Linked DNA regions of Zea mays: region 1 is linked to region 2. The links are chromatin contacts, called in public Hi-C maps. All regions are on one chromosome and are shown on one strand. The core of a region is the stretch at or near the end of the contact, and the rest is flanking DNA. Distances in the headings are between cores, read along the strand shown.

Region 1 (7,162 bases), core at 4,419-6,918, 630 kb after region 2:
CCCTCTGTTTTTACAGATTGAACCCGTAGTCCAGTTAACAGTGCACTGAGTGTTAGGAATTCTTGCGCAGAAGACCCTGGGTTTCTCTGTTTTTGACGCCCAGTCCAGAGAAATAGAAAACTAAGAAAAATCAATTAGAAAATGATTTTTAGTATTAAATTAATTGCAGAAACTTGCTAAATTCATAGGAAATTCATATAAACTCCAAATTAACCCATTCTAGTTTCTAAAATTTTGTAATATTATTGTTTATCACCTAGAGTCTCTGTTTTGACATGAAAACAGTAAGAAAATTAATTTCTCACTTAACCATATATCAAGCACATAAAACCTTTGGAAATTCATAATTTAAAATCCATAACTCCAAAATTAATGATTTCTGTTTCTATGATCTTATTTTAATGTGTAGATTATTATTATGTATTTTCGTTTACATGTTTGGTGAGATGTTAATTTCTCCTTTATACTGTGCTTGTTTGTATTGTGGTGAGTAGAGGAGCTAGTGGCTGAGGATCCTGATGGCCAGCAGATAGAAGTAGCTGAGCAGGAGCTCGTTGAAGGCAAGTTGTGCCCTTGATCACTTTTATTTACCCAATAATGTTATTTATAATCATTTACCATGCATAGGCTTAATTTTGATGGGACTCGATAGTTCACCCTAGACTATTTATCTCTTTACCTTGTTATCCCTGAATCACTTGGGTAGTTTTGCTATTGCTTCACATGGTTTTGGGTTAATATTTCATTATATCCATGTTCCAATTATTTTGTTATTTTATTTATGTTCATGTCAAGATCATTAATGTTAATTGGAACATGGAGCTTAACTTGAGAAACACGTGCCACCACAAGGGAGAAATGGGACCCCCTTGGCTAACTAATTAGGAAAGCTAGTGGAAGACTACCTTACCCGAAAGGGGCAAGGGCAGTAGGGGAGTTGCATGCAGGGAGGTTCTCGGGTTGATTTTGCTGCGATGGCGGTCAGACAGGGATTCTTGCAAGTGCTCTTCCCATAACTGTAGCGGGTTTTCGGAAGCTAGTGGAACTTTGTAAAGGCCTCATAGTGTTGTCCTGCCTCGCTTCCTTGGTAGAGGTGTATGGGAGTCGCGGTCCCTTGGCAGATGGGTAACATGACTTGTGAGTACAGGGTACAACCTCTGCAGAGTGTAAAACTGGTATACTAACCGAGCTCACGGCCATGAGCAGCTCAGGACTCTCGCATGATTAATTTATGGAACTTAAATTCAATTTGTCATATGCATTGCATGGGTTTATTTATTAATTTTGTTATATTATTCTTATTATGGTTTGGTATTCACTTACATTTAGTAACTGCTAATAAAATTTGACCAATTTATTAAAAGCAATACTCAACTTTAATCCCTATTGTTGATCAGCCTTACACATCACATGAACTCCCACCTTTGGTGAGTTCATGCACACTGGTTTTTCCACAGCTTGTTGAGCTATGATCATGTGTGAGCTCACCCTTGCTGTCTCACACCCCATAGGAAAAGAACAGGTGGTTCAAGAGGAGCCACATAACGAGGAGTTCGATCTAATATAGGTGGCGTCTCCCAGTTAACTTTATGGCGCCAAGGATGATCCTTAGTTTGTTTTATATTTATCTTTTATTTTGTAAGACTTCCGCAATGTAATAAGTACTCTAATGTTATTGTGACATTTATATATATATATACTCTGTTATTATATATGTTGTCTTATTTGGCGCATGTATAATATGCATCCGGCTTTGTTCTATAATTCCGGGTGTGACATTATTCAACTTAAAGGCTACTGTATTTAGCTATGGAAGGTCCATGCTGACTTTGTAATACACAAATGGCTAGTTGCAACTTAGCAAACTACTTCACATCCTTTTTTTTCACAAGTACTACATGTCACTTTGGGAGACGTAAGTGTCGTAATCTTAACATTAATCCCGATTCGCTATGGCCAATTAACCGGCTCCACTCCACCACGCAGCAAGGGGAAAAGAACATGGCTAGTCACAGCACACAGCAGTGACTCGTCCAAAGGCCTGGAAAAAGGGAATATTCGCAGCATCGTCCTGAAAGATGCCCGCAACACAAGCATCCAAAACCAAAAAAAAATGCAAATACAATAATACGCCTCGGGTTACTGTCGTCGACAGCGACCAGCTCCGTTCCAGCTGGCCAGCCAGTACACTGCGCTGTTCTTGTCAAAATCTAAAAATAAATAAATTAAAAGAGCAAGCTGAGGGCGCTCGCTGGCTGCAGACACAAACAGCCCTGCCTTGTAGCAACAGGCTTGGACCGTTACGACAACCCCGTTTGGGCCAATTAGTATTGGCCAGCTGGTCGTGTCACGCACGGCTAGCTATTCTAGTCCTACGTGGCGTGCAGGCCGAGCGGCCGTGTCCACGCCATTGGCCAGAAACTGAGAGCTGTACTTGCCGTCCTGCAGCTGATCCATCACAAACTATACGGCTGGTTAGGCCCATTTTAGTTTCATTAGTCTTAGGACTAAAGTTTAGTTTAGGGACTAAATTTTAGTCCATATCCTGTTTGGTTGTAGAAACTAAAAAGATTCTAAATACATTAAATGTAACACATAAATGCCAAAATGTTCTTTTTTGTTTGACATCAGTTTTCTAGCAAGGGTAATTGAAGTAAATATTGATCTTTAGTCCCTTTTAGCACCTATGTGAGGAACTAGAGACTAAAGTCAATTAGTCCTTACTTTAGTCCTCCTGTTTAACAAAATAGAGACTAAACGGGACTAAAAATCAGAGACTAAAGATTAGCCCAAACCAAACATGGCCTTAATGACGGAGGGGCTCTGCGCTAACAGGTTCGTGGACGTCTCCTGCCTCCTCATCTTGCTTTGCTGTAGTGTACTACTACTAGTACTAGTAGTTTACTAGCCGGTGTTTCTTTACATTATCGCTCGTTTGCATTGTGTGCTACCAGACGTCTTGTTTGCTTTGTAAACTTGCATTGCTATGTTTTCGCTGTTTTCTCCTGTCCTGTTCAACTAGACAACTGGTAGGATGTGCGTTTGGATGACTACCGCACAGTGTCAGATCTTTTTTACCAAATACTTCTAAAAGCGCGGTGCAAAAGTAGCTGGGATACATCTAACACCTAACTCACTTTGGCCAATTCTGTGTCGTATAGTTTGGAGATTAAGAGATCAATTTTTAAGAAACTGGTTTATGTAAATTGAGTTGATTCTAAACATGCCAGTTTATGCCTCGGTTTATAAAATTGGATTCACATTCATAGTTCTTTTAAAAACCAAGAAACTAGCATCTCCTAGCTAAAAAATAAAAATTGGTTTGCTTTCAAACAGGACCTAAATTGTTTGCCATATATTAGAAAAAAATTGGTAAGTATTGAGTTTATAACAAAGGATGTCGTTTTGACTTTTTGAGACTAACTTTAATCGGCTGGTCTTATTCACAAAAAAATTATAATTATTATTTATTTTCGTTCTGATTTAGTTTATCATACAATTTATTTTAACTATCAACTGATTTTTTCTATGTTTTTATAAATATTTTGAATAAAACAAACCGGACAAACTTGACGTCAAAAAAGTTAAACGACTTCCTTTCTAGGACAGAGAGTAAAACATATATGGCGTGATGAAATTAGTGATGCAATCTAACCCACAGATCCAAAAAAAACAGTGTGGGTACGTATGCAGATTTTTACTCACAAGTGCACCCTCACTCTTTACCTGAAGTTTCGTGGGTGTGGGTACGAGTTCCTATTTCAACTCGCGGGTGACCCACACTTGACCTAGAAAAATATTCTTTATTTCAGGCAAAAATGGTTAAGATACAATAGAGTTGTCTTGAATGAGTAACTTGGCTAATGATTTATAAAATGTTCTATTGCTGCTTAACGTGAGAATGATTAAAATCTGTAGACATAACCAAATTATTGATGTTATTTAATTGCCTATAGCTAAATTATTATTTAAAAGCGTACACTTGGTAAAAAAACCGCGGGAGACCCGAAATCCATCCCAAAACCCGACAGGTTCTGGTGCGGGTTTAGAACTAATACACCCATGGATGTGGTCGCGAGCGGGTTTAGGTAAATTTTATGGGTGCGATTACGAACGAGTTTTTGTTTCACCCGACCCGAATCAGACCTGTTCCCACCATCGAGTGATGAGAAATCGATCAAACAACTACCATAAAAAATCTTGTAAAGAAGGGTAAAGCATGACTATGAGTCAAATAATTTAAGCTTAGACTTTTATAAATGAGAAATAGGAATGGATCTAACGGTTTATTTTTTCTTCTAATCTTCAAACATGTAATATGCTACAATGGCATGCCACATGCCCATATCTATAAAGATATATTGCTTTCGTCCTAAATTATAAAATATTTTTTCTTATAAATCTTTACGTATATATTTTCTAAAATTTTAATTAAATTTGAGATGTTTTGACTCTTTGAATCACTTATAAAATTATTTAGAATGAAGGAGTATAACTTAAATTTTACAAAACAAGTTAAGCATCTATGCAAAGACAGACGCTAACTTTTGACTTCCGTAACATGGTATCATCTACCAAAGTCGTCCTCCGAATGAGTGGATCTATTAAGGCAATGTTTAAATGAGTTTATAGTTAGCTAATAAAATTAATTTAAGACATTTAAACAACTCAACTAATAGTTTAGCTATTTTAATTGGACATATTCAAACACCTACAACTAATAGTCCAACTAACTATTAACTACATCCTCATTCCTCAACTGTACATTAGTTATTAGCTGGTCCAACCTAACTAAAATTAGTTAATAGTTAGCCAACTATTTGTTAGTCAACTAATTCCACTAGCAACCTTTTAGTCAGTTAACTATTAGCTACTAAAGTTAGCTGGAAACAACCAAACAACTTACCTAATAGTTCAACTATCAGTTGCTTTTAGCGAGAAACATCCAAACACATTCGTCTAATAGTCTAGCTAATTTTAGCTACATCCTCAACTACAGGAGCGGATCTAAACAAAACAATCATTGATGTCATCTCCATCGAATAATAAAATCATCAACTCATTTAAGTGCTAAAAACATACATTCTAATGGAGATTACTAAAATTCATTGGTGTCTTTGGACACCACAAAAAGGGTCTGAATCCACCCCTGCTCAACTGCCACCTAGTTCATTAGCTGATTCAATCCAGCTAAAACCAGTTAATAGTTAGTCAACGTTTTATTAGTAATTTTTAGCAGCTAACTATTAGCTCTATCTTATTCAAACATGCCCTAAAGCTCTATTATTGACAATACTGTTTTTTTTTTTCTCACAAACTCAAATAAAATGGTGTTCTGTTTCGCCATTCGCTTTCTTTTTTATGTCCCTTTTTTTTTTGCAAGGAACGATGATCTCTGCTCTTGTGCTATAAACATCGAAACAAAAGTGGCATGGAAAAACACACCTGTTCCATTGAAAAAAACATCCTCGCGTTCAAAACGGAATCCAAATTTAGTCAAAATTATAATTATAATAATATAATACTAGTAAGAATAATCTTTTTGGCCGAACACAAAAGTAGCCTTTGGGTGTGTGAATGTTACTGCCATGTTGGACTTTTTTTGTCTGGTCTAATCTATCTTCAAACAGTGTCACGCCGTCTTCGTTTATAATAAATCAAAGCAATGGTTGGGTGGGATATATTCGCCAACAAACTCATTTCCCGTCTCCACTTGTTCCTCCTCTGTGCTCTCGCCTTTCCATTCCTCCACCGGCCTCATCCCCCAACTCCGTCGAGCATTACCGTCAGAGGGCGGCGGCGCGGCGCGGCGCCGCCGGCGACGGGGACCGCGTGAGGCAGGCTCCCCTCAAGGCTCGTCCTCCTCGTCGGGAGGCGTCGCCGTTGCCCCGCCCTCTGGGCTGGCGCGGCGTGGAGGGGACAGCTGGAGATCCGCCCGTCTCTGCTTGGATTGCTTCCTTCTCCCGCAGGTAAGCTTGCCGCTATGGCCCGCTCATGTTCCACGGATTCCCTTGCTTCTTGTGCCAGGTCGCTGGTTGGTTTTATTAGTTCCCCACTAAATCCAAATCTCTCTCTCTCTCTCTCTCTCTCTCTCTCTCTCTTGATTCCGTTAGCTTCCATACGGTTTCTGCGTGATCACTGGTAATCTAGTCTATCCTGACATCCAAACACGGCCCGATTAGCCTAGTTCCCTATTATCCCTTGCTCAGCACTCGGAAGAGCGATTGCTAGATCTCATTTCACTTCACGCCACAGCATAGGGCTTGGCATCAGCCCCAAAATCGAGGTTGCAGTCTGATTTCAAATTTAATTATGTTTTCCTTTCTCAAAAATTGGGCCTTCAGCTGAAGGAATCATTCAGTGCCACCCCTCTCTCTCTTTTTGTTACAATTTCACGCCCCTCTTTCGTAGTTAGTACTAGGGTACCTGTATATATAACTATAAATGGAGAATAGTAGCAATTGATGGTCAGTGCTAGTGTCGGACTAATCTACTGCTACACTTCGGATGTATGTACCTGCATACTTAGTCTCCTCTCAATTACTTTGCCGCACGAGAAAGTTTTATCTCCGTGATTGACATGTCTTAATAAGGAGCATATGCCATCCATGATACATCGCTTCAACTTTTCATCCATCTCACAAGATGGGTACAATAGCAACGGCTTTGCACCATCTGCTCAATGTTTTCTTTACTTGTGCAGTTGTGCATAACCTTATAACACTGGAAAGAATCGTTTTTTGTCACTATAAATGAAAATGACCGTTTTGTTAAATATTATCTCACAATTGGCTCTTCATGTCTCTATGTTTCTTCTCCCTGCAGAGGGTATGAGCAATGTACTCACCAAAACCAGAGTCTAGTTTTGGCCCAAATCCCAACTCAGGTACACACCAGCAGCAAATGGAATTAACTGGGGCCAACATGGGTCCTGGTAATGGAGCAAATAACAATACCAACATGGCTGGGAGGCAACGCTTACGCTGGACAAATGAACTGCATGAAAGATTTGTTGAGGCTGTTACTCAACTTGGGGGTCCTGATAGTATGTTCTCATACTACTGCTTTTCTGCATCCAGTTCTTTAGATTGATTTTACTGAACATTTAAGCAGGATTTTCTTCCTGTATATTCATACTCTCTCTCTCTCTCTAGATGTCATG
Region 2 (6,967 bases), core at 4,422-6,921:
TTTTATCACTAGAAACGGAACCAGGTCCGAAATAGTCAGGAACGAAAATGGGAGCGGGATAAACAGGTGTACAAAAACGAACGGGAACGGCAATATTAAGCGGAAACTCGCAATTTAATACAAAGTTACAAACAGTCAAACACACATAATATTGATGGCAAACGGGTGATTGACTGGCAAGACAACAACATGAAACAAATAGATACAGAGGGGCAACACTCTATTGTTGTTTGCTTGCTAGTGGTGTACATATAGCTATGGGTGATGGTGTTTGAGCTTTTAGGCCACTTGTCATTGAGGAGACAGTGGCTAGAATGGGCTAGAATGGTCCATTGTGATATAATTTGTTATCTAAAGGTATGAAGCTTTCGTTAACACACTAATGCATGTTGGGACGATCCTGGATTTCTTAGATACGGAATAAATACGGGTTCAACCTAGATAAAAACGGGATCACGTAAAAACGGACGTGATAGACACCATCACCCACAAATGGTCAGGTCAAATGTAGAAAACGGTATGGGTCGGAACAGGATTTTACCTATCCGTTTTCAACCCTAAGTGGGATGATATTTTTCTTATATATCTGAAAGTGCATCATCCCTTTTGTGGGTTTTGCTGATTTGGATAACAACACGTTTAAAGGTCTAACAAGTTTGTTAAGTGTTGAACAGGAAATTCAGTATGATGAACATACTTGAATAATGTATAATGATCAGTGAACAAAGGTTCAACACAAAGTTAAATAACCAATGAGACAATGCAAAAGGATACAATATGGTCTCTATATTGGTTTGAATATATGGACAAGACCTAAGAAATCACTACACATAAATATGATCAGAATAGAGGTTGAAGTGATTAAGAGGATTGGTCAAGCCAAAGTGAATAAGATATGAGGAATCGTGAATTGACTTGACCATATTACTATTAGTCCATATATGCTTCTATGAGAATTAAACTAGACCTTAATTGATCTTAGCATTTATATCTAGATGACATTCAAGTAAGGTTCACAATATTAAATAAATGATTCTCTCAATGGATGCTCAATATGATGTGACTCAAGAATGACTTGATAGGGTGAAGATAGCAAGGTAAGGTCTTCGAGGGACTAAACGAAGGTGATGGCCAAGCGACGACTTGTGGACCGAAGTACCATGGCTAAGGTAAAGAAGAGAGTAATTGCACTAAGTCAACGAACTAATCAGATATGAAGAGTTAAATTGTGTTGATGCATCATTAAGGTGACTTGAAGCCATGAGTTGAGCTCATATATGGTGAAATGGTTCAAGTCACAGGCTCGATTTATGTTTGCTTCAAAAGGTGAAACAAAGATGTTTGTGATCCTTATGAAGTAACACCATAGAGAGATCACCAGGAGACACCAATGACTCAAAGAGTTTACTTAATTATATTTTATTTAACTTGAGTATAAGAATCGTCGTACTATCAAGGGGGATCCAAAAAGAAGGTTGGTGTTTAACAAAGCTCAAGCTTCTAAGATTCAAAAGCTATTTCGAAAATAAAATCTTTTGGGCACTCTATGAGTTCAACTGGAGTGAGGTTTGGGAGATGAAGATCCTTCCTTTTGAAAAGCGGTTGAACTTTTTCAGCTGAGTTGAGCTTCTTCAGCTGAGTTGAGCTTTCTCAGCTGAGTTGAGCTTCTTCAGCTGAGTTGAACTTAACTTCAAACAGAGTCTAGGCAAGTTCAACCGGGGTCCAGGCAGGTTCAACCGGGGTCCAGGGCAAGTTCAACCAGGGTTTTTTCCCCGGACCTCTCTAGTCAAAACCGGTTGAACCGGCCCTGGGGGAGGTTCAACCGGTGTCAAGGTTAGCTGACCAGTCTGACTGGCAGACTAACTGCCCAGGCGATTGAACCGGCCCTAGGGGCGATTCAACAGGCCCTACGCAGAAAAGTTCAACCCAACGGCTAGTTTTGGATCCCCACCTATATATACTCTTCCTACATCTCTCCCCACAGAAGAGCACACGCCAAACTCCATTTCTAACTTGAGAAACACCTCTCACTCTCTCTCTCTCACATATCTTGCCTCTCCCATTTCAAATCTTTGAGTGAGATTGAGATCTACGGGTTTTTGTGCTTCATCTCCAAATCCTTCTTGTTCTCCTTAATTCGAGCTTTGGTACTACATCGAGTTCTTTGTGGATTCATTACTATTGGAGCTTCTAGCTCCTAGACGACTAGATATCTCTTGTGTGTCTCCAAATATTGTGGAAGACCATAAGAAAGTTTGTATTAACAACTCGTTTGAGGAAAGATTAGTGTGTGGGCTTGACCTTTGTCGTCGGCAAAGGGAGGATTAGGGTTGAAAGAGACCCGGCTCTTTGTGGGCGCCTCAACGAGGAAGTAGGGCACCTTTGTGGTGTGACCGAATCTCGGGATAAATCTTGTGTTCTTGCTCATTGTGTTTGTTCGTGTTCTTCGTTCTCTCAACATTCTGTGGAAGAATTGTTCATATCTTTTTGGTGTGTGAATTTTGAGAAGTGCTCTTTTTAGATCTATTACTTTGAACTTGTGGATTATTTAGGACATCCCATTTTCAAAATTAATTGGGTGAATTTCGAGATCATTTTAGTTTTATATCTCATTTTTAGTTGGACTAGTGCAAACCGGTTGAACTGGTTTTGACACCGGTTGAACCGGTTTTACCCAGTTTGTTTCTAGACTTCTAGTTTTTGTTAAAAAAATTCACTTGCCTATTCACCCCCCTCTAGACAACTTTTAATATCCTATTATCTCTTTAGACCGGGTACAATGCTAGGCAACGTCGACCATAGAATTGAAGACGATACTAACCCTCACGCTCCCAACGCGTGTCAGTTCGCTGCACCGATTGGTGGCTGAATTGACAGTTTGGACCGATCATTAGCGTCCACATTTAAGGCTAGAATCGTCGGTACCGACCAGTGCACTGGAGAACCGGTCAATACCGACTGCATGCTACCATATGTCGTCTTTTTATTGTTCCACGCCTTCAATTTTTTTAAAAAAAATATAAAAACTTGATTATGAATTATGTAACTTTTATTTCACATATTAAGTATATTTTTGTTTCATGAATTATGTCAATCTTATTTATGGTTTATAAACTATATAATTTGTATTTGCTCAGTAATATACTTAAATGAACTTTTATTTCAATAAAACGACGTGTTTCGTTTCAAATAAGAGTAAGCTTAGGTAGTTGTAAGCTGACGGTAGAAAATGTGCACTAAAGCAGTAGATATAAGGTGGAGATGGTAGATACGGACGATAGCTGATGTGGCGGTAGATATAGACTAGTAGCATTGGATCCGGCCTTAGGAGGTAATATGTGATAATTGCTATTTAGACCAACCGTACACTATTATTATACCAAAACCCTTGAAAAAAAGAGTAATATCAGGATATTCCCCGCTGGTTACTGGCTACCATGATAAGGTGCTCATGGTGACTGTTCTTACTTTTATGTGATGGCTCCGCTGCAGGCTGTCACCGATGAATGCATCTTGTGGTGCTCTGCTGGAACAAAGGCGTTGCAGGAGCTGCTGGTCAAGTCATTTGTTGGGGGATAAGGATAAATTCCTGGTCTTGGTAGCTAGTTGGTCACCTGCTGTTGAAATGGGCCATCTGTTTCTTGTTTTATCCTATTTGTGGTGGTTGTGTCAACATGAGTTTTGGGTGTGTCAGTGTGTTTTTTTGGGGACTTTGTCCCTCTTATGTACTCTTTTTTTTCTTTTGTCTCTTGTTTTCTAAATCATCTGTTCTTCTCTTGCTACCTTAATCATTCTTAGGCAAGGATGCTACTGATATCTTGGTGATCTCGTTTGTTAGACAAAAGTTTCTTATTTTTTAATTAAATAAATTCTATTATTGAGATTGTCTAGTAAGAACAGTCGGTGGTGGTCCAAATAGAATTCGTACGCTTAGAAAGAAAATAGAAAAGGGAGATGTAAGTGGACATATAGCTGGTACCTTGTCAGCCACTCTGGTGCTGGTGGGTTCCTCCATCTTTTGCTGCTCTCCATCAGGCGCATTCAGTGCGGAGTGGGAGATCTGCATATCGACACACAAATGTGTTTATGGAGTAGGATACATTTGTACACTGCCGGCAATACAGCTGCATTCAAGATACTGTTCTGATGGCAAACAGCATTTAATACGCTTCACGAGGAAAACGAAAAAATAAGAAAGAAAGAAAGGCAACTCTTATATTTGTGTACTACCAAAATAATTGATGCCAAGTGCCAACAGTCAATTTACTGCATAACAGGTCGATCTACAGTTCCCAGGGAAATAAAAAATAAACAATTTTTAAAGGGGAAAAAAGGGGCAAATTTAAGGGAACACAAACTACCCCCCATAAAAATAGGTGCCCTATGTAGAGCAACTTGCAGCCACTAGCAATCCTGAAATTGGGGGAGAAAGGGCCCCAATAGGACCCAAGACAACGCAGAACAAGATAGCCTTAGAGAAAATATATTCATAGGTCATATTTTGAGGTTGAAATCTGAGTATATACAATATATTCGAAATGTAACATGCGCAGAGTTTTCAACCATGTATAGATGCCCGGATCAAAAGTCATATTTTGAGGGAAAATAAATGACCGTAAACATGGTACATCGAAATTTGAAAATTATGCTCAAGAAGGTAGTACCCAGTACCAGGGGAGAATTATCAGCACCAAATCATTGCACTGACGCCCCTCATTCATGGATGAAGAGTACGAAGAAATACAGACCGAAATCAGGTAGGTCGACGAACTGCTACCAATATTTTTAGCAAGGAACACCTACGGGAGAATAAAGGCAAAAGGATTGTCCAAGCCAAAAAAAAACCAAAATGCGCATAGGGGGGTGGTTCTTGTTAAAATCCGAATCTAATCACTAGTAGTTAGCATTTATAGTTTGTTTGCAGTAAAACACACGCACACACCAAAACTAACCAGGAAGTAGGGCATTTGGATGAGATGAAATGTAAAAGAAGCAAGGAGGCGAAGGAACTTGTGCTTTCGATGTAAGCGGTTAAGAAAGGGACGAAAGGAAAAACAAAATGCAGTTGAGAAAAGGGGTGAAAGGGACAGAGGGAAACGAGCGAGCCAGAACAGGACATGGACAGATGCATTGATTTTGCGGGTGGGAAATTAAAATTAACTCAATCCAATAGAATGGTGCCTTTTTTATAATGCCACTGCAATCAACCAGGAACTTGCACATAATCTTGTTTTCGTGAGGATAAAACAGAGGGAACCCGAGAAAGAAAGACAGCAGGTCTGATAAGACCGAACAATGCAGTAAAAACGAGCTGCTTCTTGGAACTTTTTTCGCCACGAACAGCTGCCCCCAAAGCACATAAATCCTCGGAAGCAAGAGGGGAGACTGGAGAGAGTGAGAGAGGCACGTACGATCTTGGAAGGAGGCGGGGAGGGAGAGGCGGCGTAGGAGAAGAAGGAGGCGCATGAGAGGCCGATCCGCTTGGCCGCCGCCCTCCGCCACCTCGCGAGCGTCCCTTCGGCGGCGCCGTCGCCGCTGGCACAGCCCCCCACCATTGCTCCACTCTTTCCCACTCAGCTGATAGACTACACCGCCATGACCTCTTCTTTCTTGCTCCACTCAGCTGCTTCTTTCTCTCTCCAATCTCTGGCCTTAGGTGTCAAGGTGTAATCGCTACCCCGCGCTCTGGCTGCCTTGTGGGCTTGGCTTTGTACAAGGAGCTAGCTGGGCAAGCCGCACGCGAAGCGACGACGCATTTCTCTCTCTCTCTTTGCTATGTAGTGGGGTGAGGTGAGCAGTGCAATGTAGCCCTTGTCATTTTGTCATTTGGATTTCGGACCCACTCTCTCATGAAAACAAATGGACAAATGGTGATTTATCACTGGACTGGATTGGAGTAGTGTAAGGGCCTGTTCGTTTCTGCAGGATTACACCAAGAATTATTCCCGTTGATCAAAACTTATACAAATTAGAGAAGCAATCCAGGCCGGAACAGTTCCGGTCTTCTATTCCCTATCAACCGAACGGAGTCTAATGGGGTAGGCCATGTATTTTAAAATATAGGATTAATCCTAACCCAGGATTAACTCACAAACGTTGGTATGGATCAAGCATCTCTAAAAGTCTCGATCTCTAAAACTTATCTTTTAAATAGTTATTTAGATAATTAATTGTATAAAAAAGTTTCTACACTTTTGGTTTCCAATGATTTTTCTACCACTTATAGGTACTCTAAAGAACTATTGTCGTTATCTATCTTTGGTTAACGAAAATCAGGAACAGATATTTATTGTATTTGAACAACCAATAGAAAAGGATATTAATGGGTGTGTTTTTCTTTTACAAAGTCTCCATTTCTAATAATTAAAAAGAATATAGATAATCTCTTAAAACACATGTTAGCTATGCCTTCCGTCCTAAAATAATTCTAGCACGAAAGCAAGTTTTGAGGTTGACTAAGTTTGTATATAAAAATATTAATATTTATTTGATCGGTGTCCAAACTATGATTACTATTATAATGATTTTCAATTGCAATGGTCCAAACTTACCAGAATATAATTTTATCTTTCAAAATCAGCCCTCCATTAATTTTGAGCATTCCAAGGGTCCGCATGGAAATAGAGACCTTTGCTTGCAGAATGCTACCGGCAAGCAAGAAGCAAGTGAGCTGCTATTTCACCGTGGTCCCACCCTTGTGCTGTGGCCTTTTCCCCTATTTGGGCACGGGAACAGCAATTTTAAAACCTGCTCATACTACCGTACGGACACGGAGCGTCACATCTGATCTGAGCCATTGGTTGGCCGACATGCTTGCCGATCGCAGCCGCTCATCATACCGCAACGGCCAGTGAGAGACTGACTGGCCAGCGGTCGGTCAGTCAGTCAGTCAGTCAGCAGCGGCACAACGCCCAAAATGTTCAGTTGAGGGCTTTTGTTTTCCTTCATCTTTTGTTCCTCTCTTTAT

Evidence for each region. Hi-C and Micro-C count contacts between places; a contact is called where the count stands out from the background.
Region 1: a contact with region 2 is called in a Hi-C map of tassel, with 2.5 times the contacts expected there. The contact joins the promoter of LOC100286254 here to the promoter of LOC100191467 in region 2. A contact is called at or near these places in 3 of 25 Hi-C or Micro-C datasets (ear, endosperm and tassel).

The regions. Positions count from the first base shown.
Region 1 is chr7:87,605,588-87,612,749 of Zm-B73-REFERENCE-NAM-5.0, forward strand. LOC100286254 (MYB-CC type transfactor) reads left to right here and starts at 5,669. Exons shown (of 7, transcript NM_001159141.2): 1 at 5,669-5,969; 2 at 6,826-7,045. The coding sequence starts at 6,838.
Region 2 is chr7:86,977,281-86,984,247 of Zm-B73-REFERENCE-NAM-5.0, forward strand. It overlaps LOC100191467, which reads right to left and starts at 5,672. Exons shown (of 3, transcript NM_001136900.1): 1 at 5,412-5,672; 2 at 3,980-4,060. The coding sequence starts at 5,555.